Linked DNA regions of Mus musculus: regions 1, 2, 3, 4, 5 and 7 are each linked to region 6. The links are chromatin contacts, called in public HiChIP or PLAC-seq and Micro-C maps. All regions are on one chromosome and are shown on one strand. Each heading gives the region's core, a stretch centred on a gene start, on an enhancer-like site or on the middle of the called end of the contact. The rest is flanking DNA. Distances are from core to core; before and after follow the strand shown.

The links. A called contact is a pair of places that touch in the nucleus more often than the background predicts. HiChIP or PLAC-seq counts read pairs in DNA pulled down with a chosen protein or histone mark.
Region 1: an HNF4G HiChIP or PLAC-seq map of pancreatic cancer cells shows a contact between it and region 6. The contact joins the enhancer-like site here to the promoter of Fzd2 in region 6. A contact is called at or near these places in 1 of 39 promoter capture datasets (maxillary cranial neural crest), 2 of 484 Hi-C or Micro-C datasets (embryonic fibroblasts and embryonic stem cells), 1 of 115 datasets of contacts at active chromatin or transcription factors (pancreatic cancer cells) and 1 of 9 other capture datasets (embryonic stem cells).
Region 2: an H3K4me3 HiChIP or PLAC-seq map of bone marrow-derived macrophages shows a contact between it and region 6, with 2.2 times the contacts expected there. The contact joins the promoter of Tmem101 here to the promoter of Fzd2 in region 6. A contact is called at or near these places in 1 of 39 promoter capture datasets (embryonic stem cells), 2 of 115 datasets of contacts at active chromatin or transcription factors (bone marrow-derived macrophages and embryonic stem cells) and 1 of 9 other capture datasets (liver).
Region 3: a contact with region 6 is called in a Micro-C map of embryonic stem cells, with 2.6 times the contacts expected there. The contact joins the promoter of Hexim1 here to the promoter of Fzd2 in region 6. A contact is called at or near these places in 1 of 39 promoter capture datasets (cranial neural crest) and 2 of 484 Hi-C or Micro-C datasets (cardiomyocytes and embryonic stem cells).
Region 4: a contact with region 6 is called in a FOXA1 HiChIP or PLAC-seq map of pancreatic cancer cells. The contact joins the promoter of Lsm12 here to the promoter of Fzd2 in region 6. A contact is called at or near these places in 1 of 484 Hi-C or Micro-C datasets (embryonic stem cells), 1 of 115 datasets of contacts at active chromatin or transcription factors (pancreatic cancer cells) and 1 of 9 other capture datasets (embryonic stem cells).
Region 5: an H3K4me3 HiChIP or PLAC-seq map of embryonic stem cells shows a contact between it and region 6, with 16 read pairs. The contact joins the promoter of Tmub2 here to the promoter of Fzd2 in region 6. A contact is called at or near these places in 4 of 39 promoter capture datasets (the HPC-7 cell line, cranial neural crest, embryonic stem cells and 1 more), 4 of 484 Hi-C or Micro-C datasets (embryonic stem cells and uterus), 5 of 115 datasets of contacts at active chromatin or transcription factors (embryonic stem cells, epiblast stem cells, pancreatic cancer cells and 1 more) and 2 of 9 other capture datasets (adipose tissue and liver).
Region 7: an H3K27ac HiChIP or PLAC-seq map of embryonic stem cells shows a contact between it and region 6, with 13 read pairs. The contact joins the enhancer-like site here to the promoter of Fzd2 in region 6. A contact is called at or near these places in 2 of 39 promoter capture datasets (the HPC-7 cell line and cranial neural crest) and 2 of 115 datasets of contacts at active chromatin or transcription factors (both in embryonic stem cells).

The regions. Positions count from the first base shown.
Region 1 is chr11:102,217,627-102,220,326 of GRCm38.p6, forward strand. Hdac5 (histone deacetylase 5) reads right to left here. Exons shown (of 27, transcript NM_010412.3): 3 at 790-861. Among named protein-coding and RNA genes, the nearest start is that of Mir8101, 11 kb to the right of the region's middle. Within about 2 kb of position 1,310, at least 218 of the 459 cell types and tissues checked have an H3K27ac peak or open chromatin away from gene starts, as enhancers often do. A contact at or near this core is called in embryonic fibroblasts and pancreatic cancer cells, where this site is marked.
Region 2 is chr11:102,155,010-102,157,819 of GRCm38.p6, forward strand. Tmem101 (transmembrane protein 101) reads right to left here and starts at 1,398. Exons shown (of 4, transcript NM_029649.2): 1 at 1,199-1,398; 2 at 715-895. The coding sequence starts at 1,335.
Region 3 is chr11:103,115,002-103,117,701 of GRCm38.p6, forward strand. It overlaps Hexim1 (hexamethylene bis-acetamide inducible 1), which reads left to right and starts at 1,324. Exons shown (of 1, transcript NM_138753.2): 1 at 1,324-2,700. The coding sequence starts at 1,921.
Region 4 is chr11:102,183,976-102,186,675 of GRCm38.p6, forward strand. It overlaps Lsm12 (LSM12 homolog), which reads right to left and starts at 1,281. Exons shown (of 5, transcript NM_172947.3): 1 at 1,108-1,281. The coding sequence starts at 1,231.
Region 5 is chr11:102,283,608-102,286,311 of GRCm38.p6, forward strand. It overlaps Tmub2 (transmembrane and ubiquitin-like domain containing 2), which reads left to right and starts at 1,344. Exons shown (of 4, transcript NM_028076.4): 1 at 1,344-1,481; 2 at 2,057-2,111. The coding sequence starts at 2,077.
Region 6 is chr11:102,603,032-102,605,731 of GRCm38.p6, forward strand. It overlaps Fzd2 (frizzled class receptor 2), which reads left to right and starts at 1,400. Exons shown (of 1, transcript NM_020510.2): 1 at 1,400-2,700. The coding sequence starts at 1,701.
Region 7 is chr11:102,328,374-102,331,073 of GRCm38.p6, forward strand. No RefSeq gene overlaps it. Among named protein-coding and RNA genes, the nearest start is that of Ubtf, 11 kb to the left of the region's middle. Within about 2 kb of position 1,403, at least 5 of the 459 cell types and tissues checked have an H3K27ac peak or open chromatin away from gene starts, as enhancers often do. A contact at or near this core is called in embryonic stem cells, where this site is marked.

The sequences.
Region 1 (2,700 bases), core at 60-2,559, 390 kb before region 6:
CCTGGGAGTGACAGAAGGAGTGGCCAGCTCTGGGGGGACCCCACCCCCTACCAAGGATCAATAAAAAGCTCCCCCAGGGAAGGTGGGCAGGTCTAGGAATCCTCGAGCTGAGGTTAGGGGGGGAGGTCTTTAAGCCCACCTGTGGTCAAAATAACACATCCCTTATCCTCAGAAAGTGGGAAGAAACCACAGCCCAGGGAAGGAAGAGCTAGGAGGTAACTAGGAACTAAGCCAAAATCCTTAAACACCCCAGCTGCTAGTCTCTGCTCAACCCTATCCCAACAAGGCTCTTCCTAAGAGTCCATTCTCAGAAGCCTCCTGACCAAAAACTTGCCAAAGTCACTACCAGGTCAAAGCAAGCCACAGAGGCTCGGATTCTGACTCCTGCAGGTACTCCAGGCACAACTTCTTCCTCTGCTCAATTGTGGGGAGAGCAGGCAGCCTGAGACAGGTCACTGACCCACTTCCTCCCCCTCTGACCATGGTCCAACTAGGCCAGAATCCTCTAGGAAGCCCTAGCCCCTAGCAGCTGAGGCTGACCCTGCTGAAGGCAGAGGCACTGGAGGGATGAGGCGGAGGGTGGCTAGGAGGCACCGTGAAAGGACAGCCCTGGGCAAGGAAGGAAGGGAGGCTGCCTTAGAAGCACAGCTCTTCCAGTCCACGGATGTTCAACAAAACCCTCAAAGGCTGAAGCAGGACCCCGATGGAGGAAGACTCACAGTGAGGTGCTCAAACCAGGCGCCAGGATGCCCAAGAGCTGAGGGCAGGTGGGGACACGCAGCCACTTACCTGCCACAGGGATGCTGTGCAGAGGAGTCCGTGGCAGGATTTCCAAGGATGGTTCCCGGCCTGACATGCCATCTGCTGAGAAACAGGACTCGGTCTCATAGATGGTCTGCAGCATCTCCACAAGCCCCTGTGCCTTGGGCACCAGCAGCATGCCAGGGAGGGGCCGCCCGAGGCGGAAGCCGGTGAGGGAAAAGGTGGTCAGCGGGGCCAGCTGGCTGCTCAAGGACTCCCTCAGGCCACTGCCGCTGGGACCCACGAGGCAAGGAGGCACCTCATCCGGCCTGGGCGCGCTCCGGAGGCAGCAGACGCAGGGAGGCTAATGAGGCTGAAGGGCCTGCTCTCCGCTCCAGGAGCGTGGACCAAAGTCTGTCCAAAGGTTCCAGGAGTTGGGCTATGGCTGGGTGCTCAGGGGACAGGAAGGGGAGCTCAGTGGGCAGGCAGGCTCTCTCTGTGTTCCCTCCCAGAGCCACCGGTGACAGCTCTGGGCTTGGCTCCCTGCTCCTCCTCCCCGAATGAGCCGCCGGCAGCTGGCAGGAGACTGAAATAGCAGTTGGGGGAGGGCCCTGTCTATAAATAGGTGGAGCATGCTCAGGGAGCCGCCGGCTGGCTGCCAGGAGCCCAGGCCTGGCGGAGGCCCCATGGGGGGAGGCGCGTTCCACCCCAGGAGGAAGCGCCAGTCAAGGGGGAGGGGGGCAAGGGAGGCCTGCACTCAGGGCCAAGGCCACAGACCTGGGTGGCCAGTGGCTGGACTAGAGAAGGGTGCAGGCAGAGGACCCATGCATCTGGGGTCAGCTTTGGCCACTGCTGGGGGCAAACAACGGACTGGACACCAAGCAGCCAGCCTGGATCTTCTCTCTTCCCCCTTTCTGTGCAGAGCGAGGACAGGAATCAGAAAGACTAGGGAGAGGTGACAGACACCCAACCACCTGGTCTAACCTCGCACCTCCTCCTTACAGCCTGTGGAGTTTGTGTAACTTCTGCCTTCCCACAGAGCTGGGAGATGCCTTTTACTATCAGGGAGACCCTAAATAGCAGTGGGGTGGCAGCTCTCCCACCCATTCTGCAGTGCTCCCTCTGGCACTCGGCCTCTTCCCAGGGACCAGAGAGATTTTTCTGGGTTGGCTCTGCCCAGCCCAGGCAGGGGACTGGACAGCACCTGCCCATTCTCGGCTCAATCAATGCTTTCCTGGCAGCGTCCCCAGCTGAGGGCACCACAAGCCGCAAACATTGCCTTCGTGCTAACAACGACCACCAGCAAGAGGCCAAGATGGGGAAACCGAGGTACAGTACAGCGAGACGGAAGTCACTCTCCTCACAGAGCTGCTCACGTGATAGGGACCAGAGGTCTGAAGCACTGACCACCATAACTCATGGGCAGACTATGCACATCTGCCCCAGGTACAGGACCTCCAGCGCCCAAACAGGAAGACTTGGGGTTGGAGGCCCTCCAGCAGCTGTTAGCACCCTGGCCTGGCAGAGTAGCCTCAGCTCTCCACCTTCCTGGGCCATGGGGGTCACTGTACCATCAAAACTGGTGCCACTGCCAGTGTCACCTACTGTTGACCCCCCTTCTTCCCGAGTTGTGCCTCCCACTGATAGAGAGATCCCACTTGGCCCCCTGACCTCACTGCAGCCTTTTAATAGACCGGTTATTCCTGGGTCTGTAGGCTCCTCCCCCTTTCGTGACGTCACAGTTACTATTTTGGACCCCTCCTGGCCCCTCCTTGCCCCCCACTCCAGGCACAGAGCCAGGGACACCTGTCCTCTCTCTGGACTGGATGACCTCACCCTCCTGTCAGGAGCCTGGGAGAAGCAGTCCAACCAAGGACATGGTGGCTGTGACTCCAGAAACTCATCTTCCAAGTTTCTGCCAGGACTCCACCGGGGCCTCCTCCCTCAGGTTGGAAAACA
Region 2 (2,810 bases), core at 148-2,647, 450 kb before region 6:
ATAGCAACTAAAACAAGAACAGCCAGCCAGGCAGTGGTGGTGGTGGTGGCGGCGGTGAATGCCTTTAATACCAGCACTTGGGAGACAGAGGCAGATGTATGTGTGTGTTTGAGCCATCCTGGTCTACAGAGAAACCCTGTCTAGAAACAAAACAATGCAAAACAAATAGGCCCACTATCCCATAGCTGTTCACACCTGCCTCCCCTACTAGACTGACAGTCTGATCCTTTCGGACCCTGCCTCCAAGCTACCTCACCTCTAGGCTACCAGTAGCCGGTATAAGCATCTGCATTTGAAGGCACAAATTCTGCACTAGTATTAATCACATTTCATAAAACCTGATGGGTAGACCAGATATTCTCCAAGGCCTCTTTTGTTTTACAAGTCTGACACCAATAAAGTAATGGTTTAAAAGATTCTGAGAATCAGATAACTCTGGGTTACCGATCCCTTCCATACACTGTGGCATGATTTTGGGAGAGTCCATTTTCCATCTCTGGACCTCCCTTTTCACAGTCTACAAGGGAGGTCGGTGTGGTCTCTATGGGTCTGACACGTCTGTGGTCTGTAATGATTGCCACAAAACTGCTGCAAACCTAGTACCTCAGTTTTCCCGGGCTTCAAGTTCAGGAGTACCATACATGCCCACCACATACATCAGGAACCTTCAGCTCCTTCCCATAGCTAAATCTCGTCTAGAGTCCCCGTGCTCACCTTTAGCCAGTCCCCGTAGTGGACATAGCCCCCGATGTAAGCGGTGTAGGTGCTGATGGCTAGCTGCAGCGCGGCGCCCAACGCAAACCAACGCCGCTTCACTCCGAAGGACATGAAGCTAGCACACAACACAGCTGCCCCCATGTCGAAATATAGATAAGGCACTGGGATGTCGGGCTTCCTGTGGATCGAGTGTAGGGAACAAGGAGGACAGAATGAATAGAGAGTAAGTATCTGGGGACCTCTGTAAGTTCCTGCAATCGCCACTGCCCCCCAAAAACCCGAGATCCTTCTCACTGCCGGAGCCGCCGCCACATCAGTAATGGCCGTACAATCGAAAGAGAGCATCTTCCAACCTGTTTGAGTACCAATTCCTCCCAGTCTAAGTATCCCGACTTCTGGGCCCCAACATCACCGCACCCCAGTTCCTGGGACAGGTCGGACCGCCCCCCACCGCATTCGACGACTTCGTGGGCGCGCTCACCGGCGCGCCTCGGCCCTTTCAGCGTACAACATAAGTTGGCTGAAGCAGCCCCAAAAGGGGCAGCGCGTGAGCAGCACGGAACCCAGCTGCATGATCAGCTGCAGCATCCAGCGTCTCGATCCAATCTTCGAAGCCATCTTGGGAAAGGGCAGTCCGCTACGGCCTCAGCCGGGTCCGGGAGACCAGCAGCGGGGAATGATACAGGCAACTTCCGGTCCCTGACTGTTTTTCTTTTCGTCGGGAAACAAAGCTCTTGCTCCCTAGTTCCGGGTGGGAAAAATGTGTTCTAGAAGGAGGAGTCAGCCTTTCTGAACGCTCCCCATGAAGAGAACTCAGAGCTTCAATTTGCCCTTTCTTTCCCTTTAAAAAGAAAAGATTTGTTTAGGGGCTGGTGAGATGTTTCAGCGGTTAAGGACACTGCTGCTCTTCCAGAGCTCCTGAGTTCAATTCCCAGCAACCACAAGGTGGTTTACAACCGTCTTTAAAGGGATCTGATGCCCTCTTCTGGCATACCGGTGTACGTGAAAACAGAACACTCATACATTAAAAACAAAATATAGACCACTTGTTTATTTTTTTAAGAATTTTTATTTATTTTATTTATGAGTGTACTGTCGCTGTCTTCTGACACACCATCAGGGCATCAGATCTCATTACAGTTGGTTGTATACCATCATGTGGTTGCTGAGAATTCAACTCAGGACCTCTGGAAGTCAGTGCTCTTAAGTGCTGAGCCATCTCTCCAGCTCTGATTTGTTTATTTATGTATATGAATATTCTATTTACATGTATGCCTGCATGACAGAAAGGGGCATCAGATCCTATCATAGATGGTTGTGAGCCACTAAGGTTGCTGGGGACTGAAGTCAGGATCTCTGAAACAAAAGCCGGTGTTCTTTGTACTCTCAAAATGGGACAGGAGCAAGGAGCATGGGGTTGAAACATCAGAAATCCTGGAACACAGCTTGATGTATGGAAGCAACCGACTCTGGACATAACCAGACCTGGACTCCAAGCTGAAAACCGATCCTGTGTCATCTAAATGGAGACTCAAGTGTGAGATGGGGATAATGGCTTTCCACCTCATCACTGCTGGGAGACTTAAATGTAGCAAAGGTGGTTTGGCAGATAATAAGGGTCCCATAAAAGGGTGTGATACAGACCCCAGAGAGAATTCTCTGTCTTTGCTGTCTTTGGCCGAACTTTTAAAGTAAGGAGTCCTCTTGTCTCTAAGTCACCTCTCTTTTGGTCTTGCTGCTTTTGTCTCCTAAGAAAAGAGGAGAGACCTACGTATCCATACAACACAGATGGGAGTTGCTCCCAAGAACCTTTCTAAACATGTCCACCTCCCCCATATCCTTTCTTTCCCTAACTCTGGTGGGTGGTTGGCTAAAAGGGAGGTTAAAGCATTTAAGAACCATCATTAAATATTAAACCTACAGCTCTGCCTGCCTGTGCCTCCTGAGTGCTAGAATTAAAGTCACCATGCTCATCTCACATTCCTCCTCCTCCTCCTCCTCCTCCTCCTCCTCCTCCTCTTTCTTTAAACAAAGACTAAGTATATCAAAGAACTGGGAAATAGGACTGTGTAGATACAAATTGGGCATGGATA
Region 3 (2,700 bases), core at 74-2,573, 510 kb after region 6:
AACCCCCACTTCACCCCCAATGTACCCTACGGCCCTGGGTCAAGCACACCCATTTCAGGGAAGGCCTTCAGCTTTCCTTCTCGAAGCCTTCCCCCCAACACACACACACACCTCATCTCTGTGGATGACACCCCCTTTTTTCGGGAACGCATAGATTTTTGGGTTCCTCCCCAACACAGACTTCGCATCAATTGGCCCAATCTCTCCAGAGTATCCTGGCTAGGGAAAGGTTTGCGGTATCGGAAGCGAAGAGGCCAAGTCGACCCCGGGAGGCCATTTTCTTCGGCAGAAGCCGAGGTTCGGGGCGAGTCCTTCCTCCTCACCACGCGCTTCCCATCCGGGCTCAGGCGGAGAGCTCGGCCGCGGAGGACCACTTTGCTTTCACCTCTGGTGCGGAGATAGCTCTTGGCCTGGGTGGCTGCTCTCACCTAAGGGCCTCCAGGATAGCCTGAGGACCGACGTCACTCAGGACTCGAACCCGCCCTCTCAGTTCCTGAGGCCTAGTCTGAAGCTGATGCTCGGCAGGCCACCACACTGTCCCTTTAAGGCGGCACTTCTTAATTCATTTGTTTACTTCTTCATGCGCTTTTCGTCTTTTTAATAAATAGTTGTCCAAAATATCCTTCCGCTTATCTCTCTCCAAGAAACCCATCACCTACCTCAGAGACATTATTGTAATTTTAAGAATCCAATGTCAGTAATCACGACTAACAGCTCTCTTTATAGAATTTAATCCTCTTTTACACTTTAGGGACTACTTTTTAGGGACAGACCATTTTTGCATAAGTTGAAAACGGTTTATGGCCATCAGAACCTTTCCGCTGAGAACAGAATATGACAGTAGATTTTCAAACGCACCTTTTAATAAAAATATTCTGTATAAGCTCCCAAAGGTCATGGAATCTTCTTGTATTCCTGAAGCACAATGGTATGGTCCAGAACCCGCCCCATCTCCTCTGTAATTGGTCTTCCTTCCTCGGAGAGACGAATAACTCTTGCCCAATGACTGCTCACGTTTCTTCAGCGAGAGCTAAGCGATGGAAGAAGGCGGCCTGGGAGACGCCCCCTACGCATTCTATGATTGGCTACGTTGCACGGCGCGCGAGGACGGCGGGCCCGAAAGAAGGGAACTACGACTCCCGGCTGCCCCACACCTGGACTCCGTTACGCATGCGCATGGGCGGGGCTTACAAGCTTCTATATATAAGAGGCGCCGAGGGCTTGGAGACAGCAGTTGGAAGTTGGCAGGTGGAAAGTCAGGTTGGGAGGGGAAGCCGGAGGAGGAGGCGGAAGAAGAGCTGTCTGAAGGGGGAGGGAGGGAGGGAGGAAAAGAGGAGGAGGCGGAGGAGAACTGAGCGGAGCATCGAGCCAGAGGGGAGATGAGTTTGTCTGTCCTCGGCTAAGGCTCCGGCCCGGCCTGAGGAACTGGGAGCTCGGGTTGGAGCGACACCCGTGGAAGTGGGAGGTGGCGGCTCTGGGACTTTAACCCCTTGTGGGCTCTGCGGCAGGGGATTTAACCCTTTGTGGATTCGGCCCCTCCGAGGCAGCGTCATCGGGTAGTTTTAACCCTTTCGGGTTGGGTTTAACCCATTGGACTTAAACCTCCTCTCCTTGCGCACCAACTCCTCGTCTGTGGGAGCACTCGGCGGGGAGGCGTGAAGCCCACCCCTCTGCATATTTGCATACGGTGCCTGCTGCTGAACCCCCGGACCTGCTAGTTGGCCACGCTTGTGTGCGCTTAACCCTTTATTGACTGGACTCCAAGTTGCGATTGGAGTTTGCTGACAGGACGGACGGAAGGCGTCACTGCAGAAATTACTGACCGAAGAGGACTTTGTTGGACATATTTTGAAAAGAAAGAAAAACCTCTTTCCTTAAGCCAGAATTTCTCAAACTTCCAGAAGAGAACTCTACTAAGCCATGGCCGAGCCACTCTTGACAGAACATCAACACCAGCCTCAAACTAGCAACTGTACAGGTGCTGCTGTTGTCCATGAAGAGCATACCTCTGAGCGCCCCCCAAGCGCGGAGGAACGGGTGCCCAAGGAGGACAGTAGGTGGCAATCGAGAGCGTCCTTGCAGTCCGGTAGCCGTCCAGGGCAGGAGGGAGAAGGGGGCCTGAAGCACCAGCTGCCCCCATTGCAGACGAATGCCTGTCCAGAATTGAGCTCCCTGGAGAAGGGCGAGAAGGGCCAGAATGGGGAGGACTTATCCACTGGCGGTGCCTCCCCGTCGGCGGAGGGAGAGCCGATGTCAGAGTCCCTCGTGCAGCCAGGTCATGACTCGGAGGCCACCAAGCAGGAGGCTCCTGCCGCCGGAGGCGAGGAGCCATGGGGACAGCAACAGAGACAGCTGGGCAAGAAAAAACATCGGAGACGCCCCTCAAAGAAGAAGCGGCATTGGAAGCCCTACTACAAGCTGACTTGGGAGGAGAAGAAAAAGTTCGACGAGAAGCAGAGCCTGCGAGCTTCGCGGGTTCGAGCCGAGATGTTCGCCAAGGGCCAGCCAGTTGCGCCCTATAACACCACGCAGTTCCTCATGGATGACCACGATCAGGAGGAGCCTGATCTCAAAACCGGCCTTTACCCCAAGCGGGCAGCCGCCAAATCCGACGACACCAGCGATGAGGATTTTGTGGAAGAAGCTGGTGAGGAAGACGGAGGCAGCGATGGCATGGGAGGGGACGGCAGCGAGTTTCTG
Region 4 (2,700 bases), core at 31-2,530, 420 kb before region 6:
CCAAAGGAAGAGGTTTTAGGCCAAAGTATGTTCTCCTCTTTTTAAAATAACACACACACACAAAGAAATCGTTCTTGTTGTATGCCGTTTATGAAGAAATCTTTCTGAGCTGGAAATCAACAACTCACAATTAAAAGGCAGCAGAAGTTTCCATAAGAAACTTCATTTTAAAGACAGAGGCTACCTTCTAAAAATAATTCTAGTAAACCCACCTGTAGCTCAAATAAAGGGGGAGGCAGAGGTTCATTTATTTCAACCAGGAAGCGTTTTGTTTTCCAACAGTGAGTTGGTGAAGTAATTCATAAACCATTAGGGAACAGGGCCACTTCTTCCATGCAGTTTAACACTGGTACTTTGAAAAAGAGGGACGTTTCTATGGAATGTGTTGAACTGAACCGAAGGCCACACTGTCTGTCATACATAAACCCCTGAAAAACGTGGCAAGTCCTCTCTAGACCAGGCTTCTAATTCCAACACCTCCTAAGTAGCAGTTTTCAAATGCCTGAGAACCTTCAAAGTCAGCACACACAGTGACACCAAGCATACACCACCCCAGCAAAATTCGCCACCAGTTCAGATACAAACTCTGTTCCGCACTTCCCATCTCTAAACCGGCAAGGCCCATTAGACCACCATCCCACCACCGCCCTTTCTTGAATCAAATCTCATCAGCAGACAGTCCACTCGTAAAGTCCATACCCTTACCCTACTAGCAGTTCCTGACCCTACACACCCCTCCCGACTCCATCCGGGCTCCAATCTCCAGCCCTCTCCCCACCACGACCCCCTCCCCTCAATCACGGAGTCCCCTTAAGACATCGTCCCCTCCCGAAAAGACACCCGCGTGTCAAGCCCCGCTCCACCCACCAACCCTCAGTTGGGGCCCAGCTCCCACAAGGGGTGGGAGACAAGGGTCCCCAAAGTGGACCGAAAAGGCCCGCGGGAGGGGGATGGGAATCTCACGGCCATGCGCATGCGCCCGGGGCACCGCGGTAGCCGGTCGCCCCTAGGCCGGGAGAGGGCCCTAGCTGCCGCCGCCGTCCCCCGCCCCCCCACCACCGCACCTACACGCCGGCCCGGCCTCGGGGTCCACGCAGAGAAGGATACTTAGAGCCAGCATTTTGGACTGGTAGTCGAAGGCTACCACCTCGCCCTGCAGCCGCTGCTCCTGGCACGTCCGGCACGACACCTGGCTCCCAACGCTGAAGTACTCGCCCGGAGGTGCCGCCATCTTGGGAGAGCAGCCGCGGCCGGCGGCGGCGGCGGCAGCAGCGGGCGAAAGCCGGGCCCCCAGCAAGCGCCGCGACGCGACGCGCGAGGCGTGCTGACGTCATGCGCAGGGGCGTGGCCTGGCGCTGGGTGGGGCGGGAGCCTTAGGTAGAAGAGGAAATAAAAGAGGAATCTTGAATACAGTAAAAAATGTGCCGCTGCCGGTCTGCTCGGCCAAGTTCCTGCAAAGCTCTGTTGGAAGCTAAGGAAATAGATACATATAAAGGCTAAATGATTTACGTAGGACAAGATGGAGAAAGGGAAAGCAACTGGAGTCTCGCTGAAGCCCACACCTTACACAAAAACGTTTAATGAATGAACTCTATAAAATATTATCCTCATTTGCATACGAAGAACCAGAAGCTCACAAGAATTACCAGGACTCACTCAAAATGATTATAACCAATTATAAAGTAGTCGAACAAAATACATTAGCTGTAGGGCTAAGCAAATTAGAATCTGAGGCCATTTACCAAATACCGTAAGCAAATTAGCAAACTTATGTTTCTTCGGTGGGATCTAAATACTACTTAGTACTACTTAGTGAGCATCTGGCATCCCCTCAAGGAAGGAATCAATATCCTCATTTTACAGACAAAGAAAGGAAGTCTTAAAATTGTCAGGGTCACAAAACTGGCAAAGCCATGGTTTTGATTGTAACAAAGGTACTACTTACTGGTCTTTATCAGATAATAACGTTTGCCTCCTAAGGCAGTAAGGAGGCTTAAGTGAGGTAATGCATACATGCATGACATATAGGATCTAAGTAAATAATAGTAACCCTGTGATCTCAGAAAGCTCAGTAAAAGGAAGAACAGCTCTGGAATGTTGCTCAGTAACAGAGCACATATCCATTCTTACGGACATAGGGTTCAAATCTCAGCACTAGTAGAAACATACATACATACATACATGCATGCATACATACATACATATATACATACTTGGGAAAGGTGGGAAGTCCGGAACAGGGAATGGTAATAATGGCAAAGTCCAGTCCCAATGATATCCATTTGATATTACAATACTCACTAACCTTACAAAAGGAACTGTGCAGATGCACTTATAAACCTCCCAGCCCCAGCTGCCATCCTTCACCCACCCCTCCCCACAATATAAAAATCATCGGAGAAATGGATTGACCTTTCTCTAGTTTACAGAGAGGCATAGGGCCAGCTCTGGCACTGAGTGAGCCTGAACAAAGTTCAAAAATGTTTCCTTGTGCTCCAACAGGCAAAAACTTCCTTGTGTTGGAGGCATTGGTGCAATTGTTATAATGGGAATAAAAATTCTTCTCCATGCTTTTGTCTGTTTCAGAGGAATGTTGTGTCATTCTGGACCCCATAACAAGTCATATATACATAATTCTCCTTCTCCAGGCAGGAAGGAGGGAATGCTGGGATTAAACCCAGGACCTTGCACCTCTGCTAA
Region 5 (2,704 bases), core at 94-2,593, 320 kb before region 6:
ATCAAGTCCCACAAGCTGTCCTCTGACCGCCACGTTTGGGCTGTAGTGCACACATCTACATATACTCAATCAATAAATAAAATGTAATACATTTCTTAAAGTGACCAAGACCATCAAAACACTGGGTTAATCTCATGGTGGTGCCCAGATGGGAAAGATCATCCACTACACTGGTTCTCTGTAAAGTTATTTTTGGTGCTACTTCACAACTGTAATTTTGCTACTCTTATGAATACTAATATAAAATCCGATATGCGACCTCTGAATGAGTCGTTAGACTCAAAGGTTGAGAAAGGCTGCTTGCTCTTCTACATAGTGAATCAACAATCAAACAAAACCAAAAAAAAAAAAAAAAAAAGGAAAAACTAATCCAGGGTGATAGACTTGGAGAGATGGTTCAATGGTTAAGAGCACTTGTTCTTCTTGCCAGAAGACCTGAGTTCTCTCCCCAGCACTCAAGACTGGCGATTTACAACCTCTTGTAACCCTAGCTCATGGAGATCCAATGCCCTCTTCTGGGCTCTGCAAGTACCCACACACGCGGCATACACATAGAAACAAGTAAAAGAAAAAAAATCCTTTCTTAAGAAGGCACTCTATTTGTTTTTTGTTTGTTTGTTTGTTTTTCGAGACAGGGTTTCTCTGTATAGCCCTGGCTGTCCTGGAACTCACTACTTGTAGACCCGGCTGGCCTCGAACTCAGAAATCAGCCTGCCTCTGCCTCCCAAGTGCTGGGATTAAATGCGTGTGCCACCACTGCCCGGCTGAGGGCACTGTATTTGTATCTCTTTAAAATGCCTTCCCGCTTCATTTATTAAAGCTATACGAGGTAGAAATCTTCAAGTACTTAAGACTTTAATTTGTATTCTTGCCCATCTCCTCGAGGAACAACTGTCTTAGAAGTCAAAAATAGCAGACTTTACCGCTCCCAACCTTGGAGCCTGGTGTGCATTGGCGAAGCAGTAATGAATCTCATTAGCTCTGGAGCTAGAGAACCAAACCGGAAGGAAAAACCAGGCGGGAAAGAAGGAAACCTAGCGGCGGGTGGACCAGGAGAGCTTGCCAGGGCAATCGTCTAAGCATGAAACCACGCCCCCCACAAACACCTTCCCCCGCCTCTTCTCTTTTGGCCCCGCCTCCGACCTCCAGGAGGTCCGAGGCCACGCCTAATGGGCGTGGTCTTACTGCCGGAGGTCCGAAATCCCGCCAACAATGACTCCTCCCCTTCTGCCGCGGCGCAACCTGGCCCTTTTATTTAAAGATTACGTTTACGTCAGTCCGCCTTACGTAGCTTTGCGTCATCAGTACAAGGCGGGGAGGCGGGACTTCCTGTCCTGGATGTTAACAGCTTCCGAGAAAAGCCGGAAGAGATCGGACCCTGGACAGAATCCTGAGTTGCCAGCCCCTCCCCTGACCCCTACGGAAAGAGAACTACAAAGACTGTCCTGGCGAAGTCAAAACATTTATCCTGGCTTTGTCAGGTGAGGCTTTCCTTCCCCATCGAGGCACAGTAACCATCCAAACCCCCTTTAATCTCCCATGACTCCTCGCGTCCTCAAGCTCCGCCCCCTCTCCTCTGCCCCGCCCCGAAGTTTGAGGGGTGTGGATGGTTTGTGACCCCCCTACCTCCCGACCCTCGCTTCTTCACCTGACCCTAAACCATCACTGTCCCGGAGAGTCGGGCTTGGGCACTGCGACCGAAACCCGGAAGCTCCTCGGCTCGGGGGTGGGGTGGGGGGTGCTGATGGACTCCACTGCCAAGGGAATAGGACCTTTCAGACGCAGAACCTTCACCCCAGAAAAAAGCACGGTCGGGGACGACTCCCCACAGTGCGGTCAGGATCGTCCACAGGCTGAGGAGAAAGCCGAGGCCTTGGTCAGACAGATGCAGGTCCCCTATCTGGCCCCTGCCCGCGGCAGTTCCTTGTGTCCTCCGCTTCCATCTGTCTTTGCCACAGTTTCCTTTTGTGTACATCACGGTTCCTGACACTAACCTGACCAACAGGGGTTAGTTATGGGAGTGAGACGTAATTGCTATCATTTGTTTATTGAACAGTGTTAATTATTTTTGCTTCGATGATTTCACGTCTTCTTCAAAACAACCTTATGAGGTAGGTAACCATTTTAAACCCCACTTTACTGTTGAGAAAGCTGAGGCTTTGAGAACGTTGCTGGACATTGCATAGCTAGAAGAGGGGCTAGACAGTGACCCAGAATCGCTTCCCTGACTCCAGGGCCAATCTGTGTAAATAAGGCTGTGGAAACGCTTCTGAGAGTGTTGGTGTGTTCTACAAATATTCCTTGAGCAGCTACTGTGACATTGCATTAAGAGCTTCAAACAAAGAGAACTACCCTCGGTTCTTATCTTCCAGGAGTCAATGAAGAAATGGACAGGTTATGAGTGTAATGATGTTTTGTGGGTGCTGTGAGAGTAGTCTGATGATGATAATCACCAGATGGATTTGCCCAGAGACAGCTGTGAACGTAGATTCTCCAAGGAAAAGAGACGGTACTCCGAGGAATATGCAGAGAGCCTCCAATGCTTTCTCAGAAGCCGCAGAGAGGGAAAACCTTCATAGCACAAGACAGATTGAAAGAAGGATAGTGGGAACCGTTGGGAAGTATTTCCAAATAATTTCTACTTGGGCAATGGTTTTCTTGAAGCTGTCTCGTGTAGCCTTAGGCAGCCTTGAACTTGCTAAGT
Region 6 (2,700 bases), core at 150-2,649:
CATCATCCGGTTCCAGACACAGATTTCCATGCAAATTCCCTTCCCTCTCCAGACCTCAAAGTTACAATCCTAGTGTGAAGGGAGTTGGGGGTGGGGGGCATTTCTTCGGGCCACCTCACCCCTCAGCCAGGTGAGAAGTGAGAGGAGAAATTCTGTACTACAACCCCAGCCTTCCTCCCTCTCTCCAGCCGTACACACCATCTTTCTGGTGTGGAATCACTTAAAGTTTGGGTAAAACTCCCTTTTCTCCCAGGAGATCAAATCTGGAAGCTTTTAGGAGGCGGAGCAAGGATTGGGAGGGAGAAGGCAAATTCCCCAAAACGTTCGTCAGACCTAAGAGAGTCGTTTCTTTACTCAAAACTGCCCATCACCCCCGCCACCCCACCCCCCCAGCCATTAACTTTCGATTAAGACCTCCTCCTTATGGCAACTAAACTTTACTTTGCATAATTAAGATTTTCCTCGGAAAGGGGGTGGATTGAATCCTCAGCTCCGGGCCTTTCTCCTTCACTTCACCCCCCAACCCCCGCCCCAGCCCCGCAGCCTGGCCTCTGAGTTCCTGAATTTTCTCACTTTGAGGTGCCACTAAACACAAAGAACCATAATGGGCTCCTTTGTGCTCGCTATGGGGCAATTACACCCCGGAGTCCCGGCCCCTTTAAGAGCCTCTTAAAGAGACAGGCTCTCGTTTTTCAGAGGGTTACTTTTGGGTGTGTGTAGGGGGAGGGGCGAGGAAAACTTCTAGGAGTCCTTGTTTAGGGTGAAGTGACACTTTTACCTCGACTCTCTGAGAGGGATTGAGAGACGTCTTTGCAAGCTATTCGCTAACGTGCTTTAAAAACATACATATTTCTCTCTCTCTCTCTGTATATATTTTTTTAAACGGGATTTTTCACTTGGTTTTATAAATGGTACTGAAAAGGGGGGAGGGGGCGGTGAGCAGGGGCAGGAGCAAAGAGCTCTTGTACCTCAGAGGGTTTGGGCTCTAGGGCCACAGATTAGGCTAGAGTTGTCTGGGTCGGATGCCACTTTGAGAAAACGTGTCTCCGGATCTTTCCTGGGCGACTCCGAAGCAATCACGGACTGAGCAAACAGCTCCTAATATAATAATAGCTTGTCTCTTTAAAAAAGCAGAAGGAGGGGGGTAGAGTTTTCTTGGCATCTGGTTTCTGATCTCATTATGTTGTGGTCGACCAATCCAGCCCTTGGGGCTGGTCCTCCAGTTTAAATCTGATTGGCCGAGAGCACATTTTGGGATGGTGCAAAGCTCGACGGGGCGGTTTCAAGGATCCCTTTTGAGGGGGGGCTGAGGAGAGGGCGGGGCCGCCAGTGGGGGCCCCCTTGAAACCGACTAATTGGGATCGGAGAGGCCGAGGTGAGGGCTGAAGGAGGCACAAAGGAGTCGCTGGGTAGAGGAGGGTGGGGAGAGGGGAAGCCCAGAGGCTAGAGGAGGAAGAGGAGCTAGGGCAGCGGTGCGCCGCGTCTCCGACCCTCAGTCCGACCGCGGCGAGCCAGCAGGCGGGTGCGCCGCCCCCTCCCCCGCCGCCCAATCTCCCCAACTCTGCGGCCGCGAGCAAAGTTTGCAAGGAGACGCGGGAGGCGGCCGGGCAGCTAGGCGGCAGCGGGGAAGGCGCGCGGTCTCTGGGTTGGGGGCGGGGGCTGGGGGGCGCCCAGGAGCCGAGTGGGGGGCGGCGGCCAGCATGCGGGCCCGCAGCGCCCTGCCCCGCAGCGCCCTGCCCCGCCTGCTGCTGCCACTGCTGCTGCTGCCGGCCGCCGGACCGGCCCAGTTCCACGGGGAGAAGGGCATCTCCATCCCGGACCACGGCTTCTGCCAGCCCATCTCCATCCCGCTGTGCACGGACATCGCCTACAACCAGACCATCATGCCCAACCTTCTTGGCCACACGAACCAGGAAGACGCGGGCCTGGAGGTGCATCAGTTCTACCCGCTGGTGAAGGTGCAGTGCTCGCCCGAGCTGCGCTTCTTCCTGTGCTCCATGTACGCGCCGGTGTGCACAGTGCTGGAGCAGGCCATCCCGCCGTGCCGCTCCATCTGCGAGCGCGCGCGCCAAGGCTGCGAGGCGCTCATGAACAAGTTCGGCTTCCAATGGCCCGAGCGCCTCCGCTGCGAGCATTTCCCGCGTCACGGCGCGGAGCAGATCTGCGTGGGCCAGAACCACTCGGAGGACGGAGCTCCTGCGCTACTCACCACCGCGCCACCTTCTGGGCTGCAGCCCGGCGCGGGTGGCACCCCGGGCGGCCCTGGCGGTGGTGGCTCGCCACCGCGTTACGCCACTCTGGAGCACCCTTTCCACTGTCCCCGCGTCCTCAAGGTGCCGTCCTATCTCAGCTATAAGTTTCTGGGTGAGCGCGATTGTGCCGCGCCCTGCGAGCCCGCACGGCCCGACGGCTCTATGTTCTTCTCGCAAGAGGAGACTCGTTTTGCCCGTCTCTGGATCCTCACATGGTCGGTGTTGTGCTGCGCTTCCACTTTCTTCACGGTCACCACCTATTTAGTGGACATGCAGCGATTTCGCTACCCAGAGCGGCCCATCATCTTTCTGTCCGGCTGCTACACCATGGTGTCAGTGGCCTACATTGCGGGCTTCGTTCTCCAGGAGCGCGTGGTATGCAATGAGCGCTTCTCAGAGGACGGTTATCGCACGGTGGTGCAGGGCACTAAGAAAGAAGGCTGCACTA
Region 7 (2,700 bases), core at 153-2,652, 270 kb before region 6:
TAAGTTCTGTAGACCAGGCTGGTCAAAAAAGTCACAGATATCCACCTGCCTCTGACTCCCCCCCGCCCCTCGGGGTGCTAGAATTAAAGAAGAGGGCCACCACCGCCTGGGCCACTACATCTTTCTTTTTGGACTCGCTCCAAGGGTCAAACTTAGGTCATTAGGTATACAGAAATAAAGCTTTTACCCGTTACCACGTCTCTCAGCCCTTGTTTTCCAGTTCCTTCCAGCTATTCTGATGATTGTCAGCTGTCAGGACACAGGAGGGGGGGTGTCATTCAGTAATCATTCAGATGTCTTGATGGTGAAGATAGAGGCTGTCCTCTGGGTCGCTCTGGTCTTCATCTTAGATGCAGTCTGTTTTGGCTAACCCTCCTGAACAGGCATCTCTACCCCGAGGGTGAGCATCCTTTCCTCGCAGCCAGGGAAGCTCTCCCTTCCACTGCCTCTTCTTTCTGCTCCTCATCCCTAAGGGTGCTGAGGTATGAAGGCTCAGCTTGTCTGACTTATTGAACTTGAAATTCGTGTCATTAAAGGGTCCATTAGAGGAGTGAGACTTTTCCCTGGCTGATCTTAAATAGGTGTTGCTATTGCCTGGCAGTGGTCCTGATTACCACTCCTAGCTTTAGGACGACCTCCGTCTGATTTCTTACCTAAGACAGAGGATTTGATTCCCCAAAGAAAAGAAGCTGCACTGTTTGGTAGGTCCTCGTCCTCTTCAACAGAGACAGTTGAAGTTTGATCCTGGAGCTAAGATACATTTTTAAAAGCCTATGTGGTGTGGGCAGTGGTGGCACATGCCTTTAATCCCAGCACTCGGGAGGTAGAGGCAGGCGGATTTCTGAGTTCGAGGCCAGCCTGGTCTACAAAGTGAGTTCCAGGACAGCCAGGGCTATACAGAGAAACCCTGTCTCGAAAAAAAACCAAAAAAATAAAATAAATAAAAAATAAAAGCTTATGTGTAGTACAACTAATTTAAACTTATCCCCATCTAGCTTACAAATAAATGAGATTCAGACATCAGTTATTTTATTTGGCTTTGACAATTACTGGGGGCTAATCCTCAATCTACTTTTCTAACCTGCTGGCCTGGCTACCTCCCCAGAGGTGCCCCCCCCCCAATATTTGCAGTTTCTTCTGGCCATGTGCTCACAGTACTTCTCTCAAAGTGTTTCCTCCTCCTCCTCTTCTTCCTCCTCCTCCTCTTCCTCCTTGCCTCTCCACTCCCAACTCTAATCCCTCCTGTAATTGGCTGTAAGCACTTTGTTTTACTAGTAGTTTTAAAAACTAAGGAACAAGGTTTGCACAACAAAAGCTGGTAACCTTGAGAATTCTTTCATAGCAGGACCCCCCCCCTACAGAATTTAGCATTACAATACATAGCAACTGACCAAACCCCAACACCAGTGGGCTTGTCTTTCAGGACTCCACTACTATTTAGATAAAAATAGCAGACTAACATAGGTGTTCAACCTTGCTTCTGGGTGATATTACCTTCAAAAGAAGCCATATGCTTAATAGTAGAATAAACAAGCTGGGCAGTACTTGGGAGGCAGAGGCAGGGGCATTTCTAAGGCCAGTGTGGTCTACTGAGTGAGTTCCAGGACTGCCAGGGCTACACAGAGAAACCCTATCTCAAAAAACAAAACAAAACAAACAAACAAACAAACAAAAAAGTAGAATAACAAGAACCATTTCCTTCCATACTGTAGGACAGCTGGATCTGGCTGCTTAAGACCATTATCCTAGCATTTTTGACAATCGGAGGCAAGAATATTGAATACTCAAAGACTGAATTACAATGAAAAGCCTGAGGAGGTATTTCAGTAGTAGATAACTTACCTGGTGTGCATGAGGCCTTGGATTCAATTTCCAGAACTACAGTCAACTACTAACAAGCATGTAGGAGGGGCCTTGGCCTTCGGGAAGCCAAATAAAGATGTCTGTTCCTATGTGATCATATATATCACAGGTCTCTTAGTGCAACGTCTGCTACTCTTGTCTTGGCATCTAAGTGCTTTGACAGAAACTGCCTCAATAGCTCAAAATGTGCACAGTGTGGGGTAGACAACAGAAAACCAGTGTATACCATGAAAATAAAAACGTTAGGTCAGCCAGGCATGCTGGTGCATGCCTTTAATCCCAGCTCTCTGGAGGCAGAGGCAGAGGCAGGCGGATTTCTGAGTTCGAGGCCAGCCTGGTCTACAAAGTGAGTTCCAGGACAGCCAGGGCTATACAGAGAAACCATGTCTCGAAAAAAAAAACAAAACAAAAAACAAAAGTTAAGTAGCTAGAGTATTTACATTGCCCTTTTTACTTGATAAATAATACTACATAGGAAGTCAGATCAGGGGGAAATCAAATGTATACCCCAATAATAAAATGACTATTCCCTAAGCCAACCTGGATATGCCTAGTAATGCTAGTGAGACTGGGAATCTATGCATCTCAAAGGTGTATATAGTCTTTGTTCCCAGTGTTCGCCAGGTTAGGCTAGGGTGATCAGATTCTGCTACATGGGCTGGCCAGTGAGTCCGACAGATCTCTGACTCCTCGGTACTGAGATTGCAAGTGCAGGCCACTGCATCCAGCTTTCTGTGTGGGTGCTGGGGATTAAACTCAGGTCTTCGTGCTTGCACAGTGAGCATGCAATGGAGCTATTGCCCGGCTCATGTTTGGCTTTCTCATGCTGAATGTGAG